Linked DNA regions of Zea mays: region 1 is linked to region 2. A link is a contact called in public Hi-C data. All regions are on one chromosome and are shown on one strand. Each heading gives the region's core, a stretch centred on a gene start, on an enhancer-like site or on the middle of the called end of the contact. The rest is flanking DNA. Distances are from core to core; before and after follow the strand shown.

Evidence for each region. Hi-C and Micro-C count contacts between places; a contact is called where the count stands out from the background.
Region 1: a Hi-C map of tassel shows a contact between it and region 2, with 4 times the contacts expected there. The contact joins the promoter of LOC100285420 here to the promoter of LOC100281173 in region 2. A contact is called at or near these places in 2 of 25 Hi-C or Micro-C datasets (ear and tassel) and 1 of 3 datasets of contacts at active chromatin or transcription factors (leaf).

The regions. Positions count from the first base shown.
Region 1 is chr2:32,494,145-32,499,400 of Zm-B73-REFERENCE-NAM-5.0, reverse strand. LOC100285420 reads right to left here and starts at 2,647. Exons shown (of 9, transcript NM_001158313.3): 1 at 2,093-2,647; 2 at 983-1,101; 3 at 235-891; 4 at 64-141. The coding sequence starts at 2,372.
Region 2 is chr2:32,155,288-32,160,444 of Zm-B73-REFERENCE-NAM-5.0, reverse strand. LOC100281173 (cytokinin-O-glucosyltransferase 3) reads right to left here and starts at 1,915. Exons shown (of 1, transcript NM_001154092.2): 1 at 87-1,915. The coding sequence starts at 1,755. The coding sequence ends at 340. LOC112136070 reads right to left here. Exons shown (of 2, transcript NM_001361083.1): 1 at 3,411-5,157; 2 at 2,013-2,843. The coding sequence ends at 2,461.

The DNA of each region.
Region 1 (5,256 bases), core at 1,398-3,897, 340 kb before region 2:
AGAAAACATGTCAACCACATAAAACATAAAATAGATATTGCAAAATCCAGGAAGTGAACTTACAGCCTGAGATGCTTCCTCACGAGTTGAGAAAGCAACAAATCCAGAGCCTTTGCTAAGACCATTTTGATCACGCATCACCTGTTTCACATATATAGTTAGCCAGCACATACCATCAAAAGACAGGTGAGGGAAATAATGATGATTGCAAAGCGTAAAAGCTGATCAAATCACCTTGCATGAAGTAATTTTGCCAAAATTTGAGAACAATTCACGAAGTTGATCATCTCCAATGCTATCATCCAAGTTCTTGAGATATAAGTTCAGTCCTTGATATTTGTCAGCAGCATCTTTCAAGATCTGCTCAAATCTCCTTTTTAGTTCCATCTCTCTTTCTGACTTCTTCTGAGCTCTTCCAACATACCACTCTTTGTCATTTATCTTCTTACCATTAAGTTCCTGAACAGCACGGGAAGCTGCATCTGGATTCTCAAAATTGATGAAACCAAAGCACCTTGATTTACCATCCATGCCAATCATCACAACAGCACTTGTAATATTCCCATATTCACCAAAGATTTTGAGTAAATCTTCTTTTGTGGTAGACTCAGACAAGTTTTTCACGAAGACATTGTTAAATTTTGTCTTGTCAAAAGAGTGATCCCTTTCTTGCTTGCGAAGAAAAGGTCCAACAAAAACAGGTTTATCATTTATAAGCATTCCGTTAAGACTTTTTATAGCGTTCTGTGCTGCTTCTTCTTTTTCATACTGAACAAAACCAAAGCCTTTGGATTGGCCTCCTTCATCCATGGCTACCTTACATGAGAGAATGGTACCAAATGAAGAAAAGGTCTCATGAAGGGATTTATTGTCTATCATCTTGTCAAGATTCTGGAGAAAAAATAAAATAATAAGTCATAAACCAAGTTGATTATTCTTGGATGACAATGTAAACTATGGAACCTGCAAGATGATCAAGTACCTTTATGAAAATGTTAGCAGATCCACTCCTGCGGCTACTTGGATCACGGTTTGAATACATCACCCGGATAGGTTTGTTGTTAAGAGGAGCAAAGTTCAGCACTTCCAATGCCCTTGCAGCTGTAACATGGAATAGTGAATCAGCCCTCACAAGCCTTTTTGACAGTAAAATGTTAGGTACTATAAGCAAATTTCAAAAGTAGATAAGACACTGAAACTAAAAGTAACTCTGTAAACCATATACTAGCAAAGTTAACCCATCGTCTTCCCTTAGGCCCATTTTCCACTAAGCTGCACCTTACTAGCTAACCTTGCCTTGCCAACCCAGGCAAGCCAAAATCACAACCCCACGATGTCAAGAAAAAAGTTCCATCAGCACAGAACCTGAGGACAGCTTGCCTGGAACCAAATGTGTGCTTCTGCAGGATTCCTAGAAGGCGAAAGTGAGGCCAGAACTCAACCAATAACCAAACATGCCCCTAGGTGTTTGATTATGGCTGTTACATTACATTATTATTATGTCTATGTAATCTAACAATCAGTTAAGAAAATCCCTGAAGGCCAGCTGTATAGATCAATGAAGTCCATCAGATTAGAAAGGCATAATTTTTCCCAGCATACAACACACCCAGGTTCGTAATTACCTAAAATGCAGAAAACAAAACTGGAAGTGAACTTTAAGCAAGTCTGTCTTCAATCCCAGAGTCTAAATAGTATACCATCACAAGGCTCTAAAATATGTAAAAAACTATTTGCTAGCCATATCCCCACCTCCCCCCTTGTTATCTCAAAACAAATGAATCTAGGGAGAATCATCCTTGCCGATACCCAAAATTATAATAAATCCCAGGGACGTTGCACCAAGCAACACATCGACTTATGCTAGAATGAACCATTCAACAATCAACATTACCAAAGTACCAATTGAGGAAGCACTTTCAACATGCAGTTTACAAATGCCATTAGAATTATCGTATCATATGAAACCCAGGTCTAGTCCAATCTGATCAGACCCCCAGGCCCCAGTTCAACAATGCCCACACGCCGACGAATCCCCCACCCTTAATCAACAAGATAGAAAGGAAGCCCCACGAGGAGATCGCAACTATACCATCCAAGGGGTTGTTGAAGTTGACGTAGGCGTATCCGAGCGAGCGGCGCGAGGTGACGTCCCTGCAGACGCGCACCGACACCACCTGCCCCGCCTGGCTGAAGAGCTCGTACAGCTGCGAGTCCGAGACGGACCCCTCCAGGTCGCCGACGTAGAGCGACGTGGTCGGGAGCGGCTGCGCCACGCCGAGTCCGACGCCGACCGCTCCCGGCGACACCACCGCGGGGACAGCGCCCGGGCTCCCATTCGGCACCACCACCGCCGCCACTTGCGCTGCCATCGTCTCCTCCCCTCGACCAGAATTTTTTTTCAGAGTTTCTTTTTCGAAACTAAACCCTAGCAATCGGATCGGTAAATCGCTCGATACTGATAGATCTCGCGGATTTGGGGATTTCTAATTTTTTTGGTAGTTTTTCGTTGTGGGATACAGATGCCGCAGGCGGAGAGCACGCGGAGGGGACGACTCTCTCAACGAGAGGGCGAGGCGAGCGGGTGGAGAGTGGTTAATAGGAGGAGAGAGAGGAAACGGAGCGGCGCCCGCGCCCGCGCTCGCGCCTAGGGTTTTGCTCGCGCCACGGCGGCAGTCACAGTGGGCTGGGCGTTCGTGCGCCAGCTGGCGCCAGCACTGGCTCTGGTCTGGTTGGTCCGTTGGTGCCTTTGGTGGTGGTGGCATGGCATGTTGCCGTTCTCCAGGACCGGGGTCCGCCCGCTGCACCGGCTACGGCGCCACGGCGGACGTGTACATTTGGGCCGGATATGGTATGCTGGCCCCGATGACGGAAAAAAAGCACGATCGCTGGCCTGAAATAATGTATTGGATCGGGCTTGAGCTCGGGTTGCAGCTTACACGCACGAACCGTTTAGCGATGCACGAAATAGCCTATTTATAGACACGAAAATAATCATATTCATTTGGTCATCGGTTTCTAATCATAAAAATCATTAACTCTAATTTAGCTAGTCGCATATTTAATAATGGAGATGAGGTGTGAACCACCCATTGGTTTCATGTTCTTTATTTTTTATTATAAAGCTTGAAATGTTAATATCTAATAAATTATATGTGTTTTGAATTTCAGGCTTTGTTGTGAATTTTGACTCTATGCGAATTTCGGGTCAGAATTTAAATTTCGCTTTTCACAATTTCAGGTCGTCCGAAATAAGACCGGCACATTTAACCAGTAACGTGCTGGGCCACAAACCGAGGGCTAAGCCCATGGGTCAACCCGGCATGGCCCGTAATAACTGTGGGTCGGACCGGCCCAAAATTCAACCGTGTTGGGCTTTTTAGGTTTGGGTCGGATGAGTCAGATGTACACCTGTGTATGTCGTGCTGTGCTAGACTTTTTCGCGTTGGGGGGCCTCAAGACGGTTGGATTCGAGTTGGCACGATTTTGCTTGGGGAACAAGCCGAGCATATTGGACTCTACAGTGGTCTTGCATTATACATTTATACTGAATCTTGACAAATCTGATTTGGGTCGGGCTGACCGGACCGGACTGCACCCAACTCTGTGTTCCGTATGGTAAACTTTATGTATCACCTATGTCAGATATGATAATTAGGGGTACCCGGATTATACCCTTAAAGCATGCTTAGGAAGATTCTCTGTCCCACCATGTCCTCCGAAAGCAAGGAACCATGTCTCTGCCTCATCTGAGGTTCTCACGCCATAGGTCCTCTATCTCCGCCTCGCCCAAGGCTACCTCGTCCTATGACCGCCAAATCTGCCTCGCCTCGAGCCCTTCTCAGGCGACAAAGACAAAGCGTTTTCGAAAACAAATGAGGGACACCCACATTCAATGCGCATACCTACTCTACACAGTGCTACAGGTGTACAACGGTGACGAGACCACAGTCTTGTCCAAACCCAGCAGCATGATCACGCATGAGCCCATGGTGGCCGATGGGTGAAACAGCCCATGGTGGGCTGCTGCCTACTGGGCCATGAGCCCATGAGCCCATGAGTCGTGAATTTGGAATTTGGGCTGGGCTAGTTAATATTTTTGGTAAATTCCAAATTATGAATTTGGTAAATTCCGACCCAAAACAGTAATCAAAGTAGCGGTCGGTAAATGATTGTACAGATTCCGATCTAAAATTCCGATGATCGATTCTGAGAAATACCGATACCGACGATTCTGATCAGAAAAAATCGAAAACGGTTTCCGGAATTACGAAAAATTCTGAAAGCGTTTTCATCCCTACACGTCATATAGGGGACGTATGGCTCGTCATCCACCCAGGGATTAAACCCGCTTGGAAACTATGAAAATCGGTCTGGTTTCCTGTTTCCGGATCCGGCCGGTAACGGGTTTACAACTTTTTAAAAACTCATACAAAATTCAAAAAATGAAAAGTATAAGAAATAAAATATATATTATAAACATTTACATGCTTTCCTTGTATACCTCGTATTTACTTTTCGTTTTTTTAAAAGTAATCAACATTTTTTGGTTTAAAACAACAAAACCGGGAAAAATAGTGGTTTCTCGTCGAGAAATCCTGTAAACTGTTTTGTTTGAATTTGATAATACCGTTGACAAAATTGAAAACCGACAAAAACCATTTTCTCGGTCGAGAAACGCGGTTTCTCATTGAAAATAAAAAATTTGTTTCTTGAATTTGAACCTGTAATGTAAACCGGTCGGTTTCTTCTAAAACCGGTGCTTTTCAAGCGGTTTAGTGTTATCTTGAAGACCGATTTATAGTCTAAAAACAGTTTGGTTAACCCTGCTTCCACCTTCTGAAACTCATTTCATGCCTGATTAATATTTTATTGGACTAAGATGTATTATGGACTTCACAATTTATTTGATTTAAATTATGGCCAAGCCTAACTAAATCCGATACAAACAACCATCTCATTATTATTGGCATAAGAACCACACAATAGATTATATATCATGTCGTAATACAGACAGGTTTGCTAATGTAGTAGAAACATTAAAGAAAAGAGTAGGTATGGGCAAAATAAATTGAAACTGAATTAACCGAAACAAAAAAAACGAGTTAACGAATTATCTGAAACCAAATTAACTGTTAGTAATTTCGGTTTCATATTTTAGAAAACCGAAATAAACAAGGTAATTCCGGTTCTAGATCTCGTAAAATTAACGAAAAAACAAAATATTTTTGAAGTCCAATAGAGGGATAGAATTTT
Region 2 (5,157 bases), core at 666-3,165:
TTGGTTCGCTGTCTAACTTATCATATTTTAGCGTAGTTAGTCGCAAACCAAATATATCTGAAGTTTTCATGACAAATTTTAAGGTGTTGTTTGGTTCACCGTTTTTTATGCCCGTAAACGTTTGCACCACTGTCTGCTCGTTATCTCTACCCAGAAGCGCTATCCAATCCTGCAGGCTACACGTTAATGAACCAAACAAATCCGTTTCTGTTACAATGCAACAGGAGCCGTAATCCCATCAATCCGTCGTCCTTTGTAGTTGAGGAATTCTTAACACAGATTTCCCGCGCGCGTACTTAGTTGCAGATTCCTCGCGCAACCATCTCAAAGCGGGGCATCTCAGGGTTCAACGCATCGCAGGAACCCTTCCAGGCTCTCCGCCGCCGACCCGCCAGGCGCTTCCCACGCGGCCTCCATGGTGCGTGCGATCGCCGCCACCACCCTCCTCATCTCATCACCCTTCGCCGTGTCCCCCATCACCGTCCGCTCGGCCTCGACCACCGCCCTGCTCTCCACCGCGGAGCTCTCCAGGTTCCCGCGCGCCAGCTCCACGCAGACGCCCCACTCGACCGCGAGATTTGCGTTGAAGAACTGCTCGGCGCCCAACGGCCACCCGATCAGCGGCACGCCGCGGGACAGGCTCTCGAGGACGGAGTTCCACCCGCAGTGGCTCAGGAACGCGCCGGTGGACGGGTGCGACAGGATCCGCATCTGCGGCGCCCACCCGCGCGCCAGCAGTCCCACATTCGCCCTCGCCGTTCGCTCCTCGAAGCCAGCCGGGAGCCACTCGGGCCTGAACACGTCCTTCGCGTCGAACCCCAGCGGCGGGCGGAGCGCCCAGAGGAAGGGGCGACCGCTCGCCTCCAGCCCCAGCGCGAGCTCCATCATCTGATCCGCGCTGATGCTGTTCTGCGATCCGAATGATATGTACAGCACCGAGCGCGGCGGGTGCGTGTCCAGCCACCGGATGATGCTGGCGTCGTCCCGCGAGTCTGACGACGGGGCCGTCGGCTCTGCGAGGACTGGCCCGATTGGCCATGGCTGGACGCCGAAGCTTCTCCGGAGCATGTCGAGGCCGGAGGGTTCCAGTTCCCGGACGGTGTTGACAAGGAGAGCGTCGGTCTTGCGGCAGGAGGCGATGACGCGCCGGAAGAAGGCCGTCCAGGGGTCCGCCCCCGTGGCAGAGAGGATGAACCTCGGGATCTGCGTGCGGTGGAGAACGACGTCTGGGAAATCCGGCAGCGGGAACTCGTCGGCGGCCGTAAGGGCGTGCGGGAGGTGCTCCCACACGGAGAAGAACACGGCGTTGCCGAACGCGCCGCCGGGAAGGAACACCGCGTGGGACGCGCCCCGCGCGCGCGCGACTTCGGCCGTCCACCCGAAGAAGGCATCGGCGACGATGCAGACTGGGGAACCGATGCCGGAGACGAACTTCTCGAACGCAGGGCGGAGCGACTCGGAGGCCGTGAAGAAGGTGATGAACTGGTGGATCTGGACATCGGCGAGGGAGTCAGCGCCTGGGGGCAGGCCGTGGTCGGCGGGGACGAACGGGAGCGCGTGGAGGCGCACGGGTGGGGAGGCAGGCGGGAGCGTGAGGGAGCCCAGGAGCCGCGGGGTGGAGACGAGCGTGACCTCGAGCCCTGGGCGGAGCGCGCGGAGGAGGCCAGCCAGGCGGAGGAAGACAGGGACGTGGCCGTGAGCCAGGAAGGGAAAGAGAACAAAGTGTGGGCTCCTCTTCGCTTCCACCGCCGCCATGGCAATTGATGCAGGCAAGAAGCTGCTGGCCAAGTGGATGGGTGGGTGGAGTTGGTTCTACTGCGGAAGTCGCCGGTCGCCGGCCGACGGCCCCCGGGGAGCGATGTCGCTTGTGCTCCGACGCTGCGACAACGCGCTGATCTGCTTTTTTAGAGGCAGCGTCCGTTGGTGGGCGCGACTTCGTGGTTTCATAACTTATTTTTTGGTACGGACATGCCAAGGGGAAGAGAAAGACGACTCAGCAACAACGATCAGAGGCTACAGGTTAACAGCTACAAAGAGCGATTGCATATGATCGATGATTACATATGATCTGCACTGCAGTTCATGTTGGAGAATATTACAGAATTGGCTACCTGACAGGTGTTCCTAGTGTACTTGTAACTCGAGTAAGAATGCACCGACGCATATAGAATTAACTGAACAATGAACATCTGCAGAGAAGAGGAAGCCTTTCTGAGAGACAACGGCATCAGTAAGACCGTCACGTGCCTCAAATGCTTCATGCTAGTCTGAAACCTTTCTGAGACAACGGCATACAATGACACTACGAAACTATGAACCACTATCATATTTCTCCCTACGAAATGCTGACACAAATAATGAATGCAGATTACAAGAACCCTACTAATTACTATCAATACTAGGAAAAGTCAGTAAAAAAATGTGTATTACCTTTGGCTAATCGAACATATTATAAATACATTATGAGTCATCCTTCTTTGAAGAATCATCAGAGGCAGGCGAGGATGCAGAGCTGACCCTCGTCCTATCTTTAGACTCGCTTAACATGACTACAACATGCCGCATTGGTGGTCTCTCGTACGGAGTCAAGCTAGTACATACCAAAGCAATTTTCATGACCTCGATCATATGATCGACAACACTTTGATCTTGTAAATCCATTTTTTTATCGAGGATCCCTGGACCCAAACAATTGTCCTTGATGTAGTTCTTTACCCATGTTACCAGATCGCCTCCTAGTTCCAAGGGTTGCACAGGGGCACGCCCAGTTAGCAGCTCCAGCAGCACGACGCCATAACTATATATATCACATTTCTCAGTAACCTTCATGGTATAAGCATATTCTGGTCAAAACAAGAGGACTAGGTTAGTACTTCACAGTAGGCATCAGCTTGTAGTTTACTAGCACAAAACCGAAAGGACTTAACCAGCAAATGGATGTCTGTGAGCTTCTGGCACAAGGGTGGGATATCAAGTAGATATATGAATAATATTCAGCTCACATTTCAAGATATCAAGTCTTTAAACATTGAAAATCACCAAGATATGGAAACCCCCACAGCAATATATCACCACAATGGTTCGAGGAAAAGTTGCCTAGTTGGTTTTATTAATATAAAATCCAGATGTCAGCATAAGCTTAAAGTTTCCTTGCTGCCATTTTTTGTGGGAAAACCAACATTATAATAATATTTATTGCAAAGTAACGCCCAATGAAGAATAACTCTACCAGCAAACAAAACACTACATAAATTTAGACATTGTCCTGTGTAAAATATATATGGCAACACCCACACCTAGTAGCACTAAGTTTGACCGATAGCTTCAAGTAAAGAGCACAATACACAGATCAGTAGTGAACATGCAACAGAAAGTTCAAAGAACCGGATGTCAAGTAAACTCAGACTCACCTGGTGCTATATAGCCGTATGAACCTGCAATTGCAGACATTGACTTCGAGTATGGCATGTCAATCACCTTTGCTAACCCAAAATCACCAACATGGGCTTCAAAGTTTTCATCAAGTAAAATGTTATTAGATTTGATATCACGGTGGATGATACGAGGCTTGCAGTCGTGATGTAGGTATGAAAGCCCTTCAGCCGCACCAAGTGCTATCAGGAAGCGTGTCTCCCAATCAAGTGAAGAGGATGATTGTCCATGAAGTAGCTCACCAAGACTACCTCTTGACATGTATTCGTAGAGTAGAAGGTTGGAACCCTGGTGGTATACAAAACCGTAAAGCTTCACAATATTACGATGTCTTATCTTTCCAAGAGTCATGATCTCTGCACGAAAGCTGTTGTCAGTGTTGCTCCCTTCCCTGTTAGAAGCAAGTTTCTTGACTGCAATTGTCTGTCCAGCCTTCAGGATGGCTCTGTACACCGTCCCACATGCACCCCTTCCGATCACACAACTCTCGTCAAAGTTATTTGTGGCGGTGAGCAATTCCTGAAATGTATATGCATCCTTAGCAGAAACATGCACATTAGAACAAGCTGGAAAAGGTTGCTTATCTTGCAAAGGGGCCACTGTCTCCATTGGTTTTCTGATATGGTGCACAATTATTGCAATAAGAATAAGTGAAATCCCTCCAATGACAGCAGCAACAATTGCTATGATCTTGCCCAATGGGGGACTGACTGATTTGGATGACTGAGAACTAGAGGATGGTCGGGATCCACATCTACCAAGTTGTCCACCACATAATCCTTTATTTCCAATAAAACAGGTCACAGACATATTATCAAAAAGCGGTATTGGCGGGAGGGCACCAGAGAGATAATTGTAGGAGACGTTGAGCTCAAGCAAACTGGACAGATTAGCAAATGTGGTTGGGATTTCACCCATCAGCTTGTTGTTATTAAGAAATAAACTTTCCAACAGTGCAAGGTTACCAAGCTCTGATGGAATATCGCCAGAGAGGTTGTTGTAACTCAAATTCAGGGCGATCTGCAAGCTCGACAGCAGACCCAGCTCCTTTGGTATTTCACCAGATAACTGATTGCCACCAATCTGTAGTGCTGTTAAATGTGATAGTTCACCAAGAATGGGTGGTATCTGGCCAGTTAGCCTATTGTCAGCAAAAGATAGCAGCTCCAGCTGTGGCAGCCTACCAACTTCATTTGGCAACGAACCTTCAAAGCTATTCTGGCTGAGATCAAGGCGTTGCAACACTGTACAATTGAAAATCTCTAGTGGTATGTTTCCTCCTAGTCTATTAGATGAGATATTGAAGACAACGAGTTTTGACAAATTACCAATTTCTCGAGGCAACTCTGACGTGAAATAATTATTTGTAAGGTCCAGCCTTTGAAGAGACTTGCAACTGCCTATCTGAGGAGGAATAGGCCCACTAAATTTGTTTCGACCTAGTTCAACTGTTGTCAAATTTACCAGATTGCAGAGATCAGTGGGGAAACTTCCTGTCAGACTGTTGTCACTGAGACGAAGCTGCACCAATGTTTTACAGTTAGTGATCCCACGAGGAATGTTTCCTGTAAGCATGTTAGACCCCAAATTCAACAAAATAAGGTTTGATTGCCTGCAAAGATCTTTCGGTATCTGCCCTGTTATACTGTTGTTTGAGAAATCCACCACCCAAAGACGGCTATAAATGCCAAACCTTGGAGGTATGTTGCCAGAAAGCATATTGTT